2 separate regions of the Macaca mulatta genome follow, and region 1 is linked to region 2. The links are chromatin contacts, called in public Hi-C maps. All regions are on one chromosome and are shown on one strand. Each heading gives the region's core, a stretch centred on a gene start, on an enhancer-like site or on the middle of the called end of the contact. The rest is flanking DNA. Distances are from core to core; before and after follow the strand shown. Region 1 holds the start of CEP170 (centrosomal protein 170). Region 2 holds the start of ZBTB18 (zinc finger and BTB domain containing 18).

Region 1 (4,194 bases), core at 812-3,311, 810 kb before region 2:
AGTTACTTTATACAACTAAAGGTCCATTTCAGAAGAATTACTACTTTTACATCGCAGAGGCAAGAACTTGATTAATAACGGTGAGAATCAAGTTCAGTGATAGTCACAGCCTGCTCAAGGAGAGCGTAAAGAAGCTTTCCATACATTTTCACAGGGTAAAAGGGCTGGGGGGACACAGGAAAGATCACTCTGCAGAATGGACCTTGAGTTTCATTTGGCTCTGCCTTCCATTAACAGTCTGGCTTGGGCAGACAAGTCAGTTAACTTTCTGAGTTTTAGTGTCTTCCTCTGTCAAGTGCACTTGGGCTCTTCCGTGTTACCTACAAAGTTAGGAAGAGCTAAAGGCAGCCCTAGTTTTACTTTTTAAAAAATAATGACAGAAAAATACGTAACTTGCTATTCATCAGTGTACTGTTTCCAGAGCTGAATTCCTAAGTCTCTGAAGCATACCCAGCTAGGGTTATACCAGTGAAGATCCAGATACTATAGTCAAAATGTCACTCTCTCCTCTCCCATTATTCCTCCACCTGCTCCTCCCCATCCTGCGTTATCCTCTCTTCTGGTGTGTTTTAAGAAGCAACGCCAGCAAACGGCTGTATCCATTGTAAACTTGAGGATGAAATCGTTTTAAAAGATGCATTTTCAATCAAATGTATCATCTGCTTCGCCAAATTCCTCCCAAATGGCTAAATTTTCATTAATACAATAAAAATGAGGTAACAACTTCGGAAACAGAAATGACCTGGGCCAGTTGTTTTGTTTGTTCTACTTGCTTAAAAAATAAAACGGAAAGATGTATCTATTCCCTCAGGAACATAAATGCATTACCCGCCCATTGAAAAAACAATTCTGCTGGTTCATTTCCCTGACACAACAGCTTCGTTGTCAGGCCCTCTCCAGCCCAGGCTCCAATGTCACCTAGTAATTTTATATTGATCACCTTGGCAGTGCTTGGACTCCAGCAGGCATAGTCCCTGTCTCCCTTACATTCCTCAAAAATAAATTAAATAAATAAATAAAACTCTACGAAACGCCACTGAACAGAGATTCTGTGACTTAGTAGACAAATCCCACGTCTTCCCGCCCTGTGTTAGGCAGCTGCAAATGTTATTTTTTCATCGCTTGCATAAAATGGAAGCGAAACGTACCAAAACCCTATATTTGAATCCTAGGACAATGAAGCCGACAGGAAGCCACTCTCTCCTCCCCCGGGTTTACTACGGAGCCAGAGCCTCCGCGGGGTGCAGTCGCCTGGCAGGGTGCATGACAGCGCGTCTTCCACGCCCTCCCAACGCGTCCAAAAGGCTCCTCGCCTGACCTCGCCAACGGCCTCACACCTCAAAACCAACCACACAAAAGGGATCGGCCCGCGGAACTGCTCCAATCGGGGAAAAATCCCTTCCCCAGCGACAGCGCAGCCATTCCCTCCAATGCTCCGCCCGCACCCCTCGCAAACTGCTACGGCGGAAGGGGGAGGGCTGCACAAAGCCAGGAGAAAGCTGAAAATGAGTCAATGCACTTAGGGGACGCGGAGGCGGCGGCAAGGGACTCGGGAAAGCCGGGGGGCCGCAGGACTGGAGCTCCCGAGGGCGGCGGGTGGGGGATGGGAAGGGTGGTCCCGTCCAGACCCCGGTCCTGGGCGGGCAGAGGGTGGGGGTGGCGGCGCCGCGCGGAGCATCCGGGAAGCGCCCCCTTCGCGGTCCAGCCCCGCAGCCCCGCACCCCCGCCCCGCGGCGGGCCGCGCCCGAGTCCTCGCTGCAAACCCGAGGAGCAGGACGTGGAAAAGCAGCCGCGGCGGCGGCTGCGGCGCCTACACCGAGCAGCCGATCGCATCACTTACCCCTCACAGTGGCGAGAGGGACCGGACGGGGGAGGCGGGGCGCGTCGCGTCCCGTGAGTCTCTCGCACGCCGTCCTCCCCCCACCTCGTCGTCGTCGCCGCCGCTGTTGTCGTCGCTGCCGCTGCGGTCGAGCTCCGGGGCCCTCAGCTCCGCTGGGCAATAACGTTATTCCACACACGCCCCACACATAGCGGTAACGGCAAAGAGCGGCTGCCTAGTGCGCAGGCGCCTCGGGAAAGGGCGAGGAGCCGGACCCTATCCCCTCCTCCTGCCCAGTTCCAACGATTCCTTACTGCGCAGGCGCCAGACACAGACAATGAAAAGGGGTTGTGCGAGGGTCTCACCCACACGTTTTTCCAGCTTGCCCACTGCGCAGGCGTGCCCCGAAAGACCAGCTAGAACAATGAAGAGGACCTCGGAGTTAGGTGGGACCGCAACCAACAAGGACTACAGTTCCCAGCGGGCAGAGCGCCAACTCCAAGTGGAGGTCCGGTTACTGGGCATGCTAGGAGTTGTAGTGTCGGCCGCCTTTACAATTTAGGCTGTTTGGAGGATTTAGAGCTTCTATTTCTTGAGGATTTATTCGACCGTTAAAAAAAATACCGCAACCGAAGCAGGGTTCAGAGGTTCCTCTCTGCGTCCTTGAGTAACCTAGGGATCAACTGCTGCATATTAGCAAATTCGAAGCGTCAAGGCCTTCAGTGAACCCTTTCTGTCATTTGGGGTGGTCCAGGCGGCAGAAGAGCGGGATGGAGGCGGGACTAAACCAGGCTGGGCTGGAGGAAAAGGGCGGGGCCTGCAAGCCTGTCTCTTGGCAACAGGCTCTGGCAGCCCAACCGTCCGAGCTAGCGCTTGGTGCGCAGTGGTCTCTGGGAATTGTAGTGTAGCTGGAAGGCTCTAAAGATTGTCGAGCTTGGAGGCGCTGAACATGAGGACTACAACTCCCGAGGTCCAACGCGAGGGCCAGTGGGTGGGAAGAGCCCCCACGAGCTTCGTGCGGGATTCTAGGCTCCCCTGTGACAGCCGCGGCAGGAAGCAGGCCGGCGCTCCGCGGCCACAGGCCTGCTGTTTTCGGAAGGGAGAAAGCTGGACATTTCCCCACGTAACTCCCAGCTCTGGGCCTAGAGTGTGTGCATGGCGAAGTCCCCGGAGAACTCTACCCTGGAGGAGATTCTGGGGCAGTATCAACGGAGTCTCCGGGGTGAGTTGCTCCAAACCTCTGTCCCTAGCCCCGAGGTGCCCAGGGCCTAGTGGGCGGAAGCGGACCAGGTGCGTCTCCTAACACCTGGGTCTGCCCCATCCAGGCTACAGAGGAGCAAGATGGATGTTTGCTGTGGTCTTCTGAGGAGGATGAAGTAGTTTGATTTAGTTTTTACAGTTAAGCAACGATGTTTCCTCAGATTCCCTTAGTTACCTGAATCAACTCCTTGATCTTGGCATCCTTCTCAACCAGCGACAGCAGAGACTCTTGGATAGCTCTATGTCATTTTTGCCCAGTTCCCATACTTTGTTGTTTAATCCAATAAAAGTCTGATGCACAGTTTTTACACATTTAAATTATGGCATAGTGGATTGAATGTGATTTATAGGATCCGTGGGGGGAAACACTAATAATTATTTTAATCACAACAGCCCCCATTTAATTGGTCTAGGCTATTTGCATACAGTAAATCATCTGCAGCTTACAACAGTTGTATGAATATTTTACACATGGGGAAATCGAAGCTCAGAGAGGTTGAATTACAGGCCACAGCCCACACAGCTGGTTAGTTGCAGAGCCAGGTATTATCAGGCTTGTCTGTCTTCAAAGCCTATCTAATCAAGCCATAACTACTATTATCAAAACCTTATTAATTCAGATTGTCTTACCACATTACCCTATGAGCAAGTATCTGTACAAGTAATGTCTGTATTTATTTTCTTTTAAGCTCTGTTGGACTTAATGTCTGTACTTTTAGATGGCGCTGTCACCTTGGACAATATATATGACATCTAGAAATTTCGATTCTCTTATAATGGAAGTTATGGAATTGTCCATAGGGTTATTGTGGGGAGCAAATGAAATAATCCCATAAAGCAGCGATTTTAAGACTCCTTAAAATGTTTACCTATAGTAAGAAATAAATTTTATATGGGACATATGTGTACATATAAACTATAAGTTTCAGTGAAGAATTTTTATTCTACTAAATATAATAAACTCTGCTTTCTATTCTGTTGCATTTTCATAACCCTCTAAGTCATGACTGTTTAGGACATTTGGAATACTAAGTTATGAAGCATATGTTGTTCTGCATAATATGCCTACTATGTGTCAGTGCCTCCTACTATGTGTTAAGCATACCAGGTGCTAG
Region 2 (4,358 bases), core at 859-3,358:
TTGGGGCGGCGGGGGGCGGCGCAGCTGCGGGAGGCCCGGCCGCGGGGACGGGCCGCTGCAGCTGCGGGGTCGGGCGGGGTGCGGGCTCCCGGCTCCGCGCCGCGCCCCCGCGGGCCGGTGCAGCTGCGGCGCGGGGCGGGCTCCCGGCCGGTGCAGCTGCGGTGGCGCCTCTCGGGTGCGGAGGGCGGCGGGCTGGGGGAGGGGGCTTGGGATCCGCCGCAGCTGCAGTGGCGCCCGGGACGGCCGCGGCTCCGGGGACCGGTGCAGCTGCAGTGGCGCCCGGGGGAGGGGGCCGGCAGGGGAGGGGGCCCTCCCGGGCTGGTGCAGTTGCCCGGAGGCCCCGGGGGCTCGCGCGTCGTGGCGTCGGGGAAGCGGTAGCAACCACCCTCCTCCGGCTGGCTGCTTCTTACGACTTTTCTTTTGTTGCCGTGACCCGGCTCTGTTTTCTCCTCTGTTATTGAAGGTGTTTTCCTGCTGCACCGGCTCTACGCCCTCCACCTCCTTCCCTGTGGCTTTAACCTTCCTCTTTCCCCGTGTGTTTTATGCACGGTGAACTACGTAAAGATTTGCATTGCTTCCCCACTCGGCATCCCCGCCCCCACCTCTCTGAAAAACAAAACCCCAACCTCACAAAATCTCTATGGATCCGCGGTAGCGAGACGTGAAGGGGTTGATTTGTGGAGTGGGAGTCGCTGGCCCATTGCGGTGCTTGGGACTCATTAAACTGTCACTCACCCCCCACCCCACTGGGTAAATGGGGTGATTAATGTCTGATATACTGGAATGGGGCGAGGGCATTTATGGAGAATAGGTGGTGTGGCTGGAAAGAAATTGATCGCCCAAGGATGTCTCCTGGACTAAGCGTTCATAATTATGTCACTCACCGCGAAGTTGGAGAAAGTTAGGTTTGTGACTTTGGGAAAGCGAGAAGGACAGGAGAGTCGTCGGGTTTTGTTACTATTTAACTCTCCGCCACGGCTTTCTAATGGGAACGAAGTGGTTATCACCAGGGCTGGGACGCTGACGCCTCAGGCCCCAGTTCCTTTTCTACCCCTCGCCCTCCCAAGAGTCTGAGGAGATGTATTTGACATTCAGAGATGTCGCAGCACCCTGCCCGGCACCGGTCAGCCCAGCCCGGGTCGCGTTACAGTTTCATCAGCTTTTAGAAAAGACCCACAAACTCTGGCTGAAAAGTTCTCAAACTTACTAGACCTGGCTTCCCCCCACACAAAGATTTTCTTGTGATCATTAAACATGACAGAGTGACACCCCCCACACACACAAAAAAGATTGTTAAGGGACACAGATCAAGGGGAAGGCAAGGTTCTGCTTTTTCTGAGCAGAAAGATCAGATATGCAGGTGCAGCATTCATTTTAAGTGACTGTAGCAGGTTGTATCAGTTTATTAATTGGTCTCGTTGAACTGAAGTACTTTCCAGGATTTCAGAAAGTGCAGTTTCAGCTTGTTGGTACTGAGAATTGAAATTTGCATTGACTGTGGCAGTGTAGGAAATTTTTCTGAGAAGGTAGTTGTAGATAAGTCATTAAATAAGAGTGAAATAATAAGGTGAACCAGTCCGAAGTAATGGTTCTGAAGAAGTCTGCCAACGTTTGAGACATGTATACCATTGTCTCAGCAGAAAAAAAAAGTGCGGTAATAATGTTGAAATGGGACTGGAGATGTCAAATGGGTTGGTTTAAAAATATCCCTAAACTGCCTTAGAAACTAAACGTTGGAGTTAAATAAAAGTGAATCTGGATTTCCTGAATAGCACCGTGGCTTGAGTGTGCTGTCAGTATGTAAGCCAGTCCACCAACTTAAGACAGAAGTGTTGCTATTCCATAAATACAGTAGAACTCCATATGCTGAGTTTTTCAATTTCTTCTGTTAGAAAGTTTGGAAAAAAAGGAAGACTTTGAAGTATTTTGTTTATACTAACAGAAGAGAAAAGTTCTCCTAAGAAAAAGCTGGTGGCAGGAGTGTAGAGGAGTAGCATATGGCATTAAAAGGAGCACAGCTGGAGGTAGCATTTCCATCTGAACATGATGTCAGAGCAGCTGACAGCCTGCCATCCCTCAGCCTTTTATTCTAACACACAGACAGGGAGTTAGTGTGTGCGGATCTGTGGTGGAGAAGGTATCTCATTCCTCTCTAACATCATCTCCACTTTGCATCTGTCTCTCTTAGTCTGCTTTTTTTCCACCGATGTAACAGACCTGGAGCCAGCAGGACTCAGAGGAAAGGACTTAATCAGGTTTATGTGTCCTAAAGGTAGGAGTAGCAAGAGATTAGATTGAGCATATTTCTGTTTTGGTGTTTTGTTTATTTAATTTTAAAAATCACATTACTTTTCTAACCCAGTTTAGGAATAATATATGAAATTGAGTATTAAATGAACATCTTACTGGAGTTGAAAGTCTTGAGCTTGTTTAGTTTTAATTTTTTATCCCTTTTACTTGAGCGAGTAAATAACTTTAATACACAGAAATATGTCAAGTTTTGAAATGTTAAGAAAGGCTTTAAAATACTGCTTTTGGAAATCACGTTGGATTAAAATGCTTTTTTGTTGTTCACTGCTATTTAGATTTGACTGGGATGGTGGTGGTGGGGAAATACTAAACTGTCTGGAATCCAGCATTCAAACTTATATGAGAAGATTATTCTAGTTAAGAAGCTAGATTGTTGTGTAATTAATTCCACTGTGAAACTTTATTCTTCAAAACATTGAACAGCACTGCTGAAACATACAGCTGTAGTGCTTTTGAAACTGAAGGTTTTTAAGAAGAAGAAAAAAAAAACTTTTGTCCCCAGGAGAATAGTTTGACTGGTTTCCTCACTTCTCTTTCAAATATATATTTAAGAGATCTTTTATTTCAGCATAACAATAATTATTTGCAGGAGTTTTTGTGTTAGCGACTAATTTAGAACTTGTAGATTTGAGCTGCCTGAATTGGCCAGACAGCTGTAATCGCACTCCTCTATTCTTAATCTCTTTATCTGGGCAGCAGCTGCCATATGGCCACAGTCAGCTGGATCAGATGTTTATAAGCTTCCTTCTTCGTCCCTCTCTGTCCTCTCAGCCTCCTAATTTGATCACGGCTACCTTGTGAGCTGCCCTCCAATCTTTATTTTTAGCCTTCTCAAGGATTAGGATTGATGTTAGCTGTGGGGCACTTAAAGTGATTGTATTGTAAATCTTAGTTTATTCTAGCAGTGGCATCTTGCAGAATGTATTTGGGGTTAGGATAAAGTTTTAGTCTGTCTTGGGCAAAGTGTAGAAGAAGAAGAAGGAGGGAAGTAATTTCTGAATATTAAATTAAGTGTATCTATTCCCAAAATGCACTTGCTGAGATGGGTGGTGTGGAGCCTTGCTTCTGGTCACAGGAAAGGGGAAGTCGGGTCTTTCTTTTTCAGGAGTTTACCCACTGCAGTTGAATTCTGACCCTTTGTACATCTTTGCCTCTCCCCTCCGTCCATTTCACTCTCCCTCATCAGAAAACCAGGGCAATGATGAATATTTGCAAGAATAGAAGCTAGTGGGAAAACAAAACTATATCAAATTAGATTGAAACAAAGTATTTTCTGTTGGCTGAGGTAAGGCAGAACCGGGGGGGGGGGGGAAAAGTTTCTCTTTTTCTAAAAAGGCTTTAAAAAAAAAAAAGTTGAACCTGTAAAGCTTTTGAGTTTTATTTAAGCCTTATATGCTTTTATTTTTAAAAGTTAGAATTAATTTTAATAGGAAATTCATTTTGCCTTGCAATGGATCAAAGTTTAGATGAGAATTTTCAGAGTTAAATAAAGCCCTCTGGTTCCTAATATTCTAAAAGTACAGTTTCTACGAAGAAATATAACAATTTTTTTCTCAGTTCATTTTGAAAAATCTTTGGATTTGTTCATAGTAAAGATGATCTTTTCCATCTGCTGGTGCAGCTCCTGATCTCGCACATGTGTGCTGTACCTGCAAATCTGAAGGCATTAACATCTGTTTTTATACACAGGGCTTTTGTTGTACCACTCTGACTTTAAAAGTAAGTTGTTTGCTAATTTCTGGACTAATTATGCAATTTCATTTTTTTTTCTTGAATCAGCCAAATGTGTGTGTGTGTTTAAACTGTGCTTTCTAAGTACAGTCAAGTAGCAAAAGTAATAAAAGGAAAAGGATGGTTGAACAAGTTTTCTTGTATGTTCCAGGATATGTTTGGGACTTTGTTTGTTTATTATATGAGTTGTTTCCTTTGAAATTAAAGCTATTTTGTAGGTTTTGTAGGACATAATTTGATAAGTAGAGTTAGTTAAATTTCTTCTGAAAGAGATCTAAATTCTTATTCTTAGTGAGAGACTGTAGTTAAAGGAAGGC

The links. Hi-C and Micro-C count contacts between places; a contact is called where the count stands out from the background.
Region 1: a contact with region 2 is called in a Hi-C map of liver, with 3 times the contacts expected there. The contact joins the promoter of CEP170 here to the promoter of ZBTB18 in region 2. A contact is called at or near these places in 2 of 14 Hi-C or Micro-C datasets (fetal cortical plate and liver).

What each region holds. Positions count from the first base shown.
Region 1 is chr1:5,892,054-5,896,247 of T2T-MMU8v2.0, reverse strand. It overlaps CEP170 (centrosomal protein 170), which reads right to left and starts at 2,061. Exons shown (of 19, transcript XM_077998206.1): 1 at 1,841-2,061. It overlaps SDCCAG8 (SHH signaling and ciliogenesis regulator SDCCAG8), which reads left to right and starts at 2,842. Exons shown (of 20, transcript XR_013415968.1): 1 at 2,842-3,041.
Region 2 is chr1:5,079,679-5,084,036 of T2T-MMU8v2.0, reverse strand. It overlaps ZBTB18 (zinc finger and BTB domain containing 18), which reads left to right and starts at 2,108. Exons shown (of 2, transcript NM_001257892.1): 1 at 2,108-2,272. The coding sequence starts at 2,260.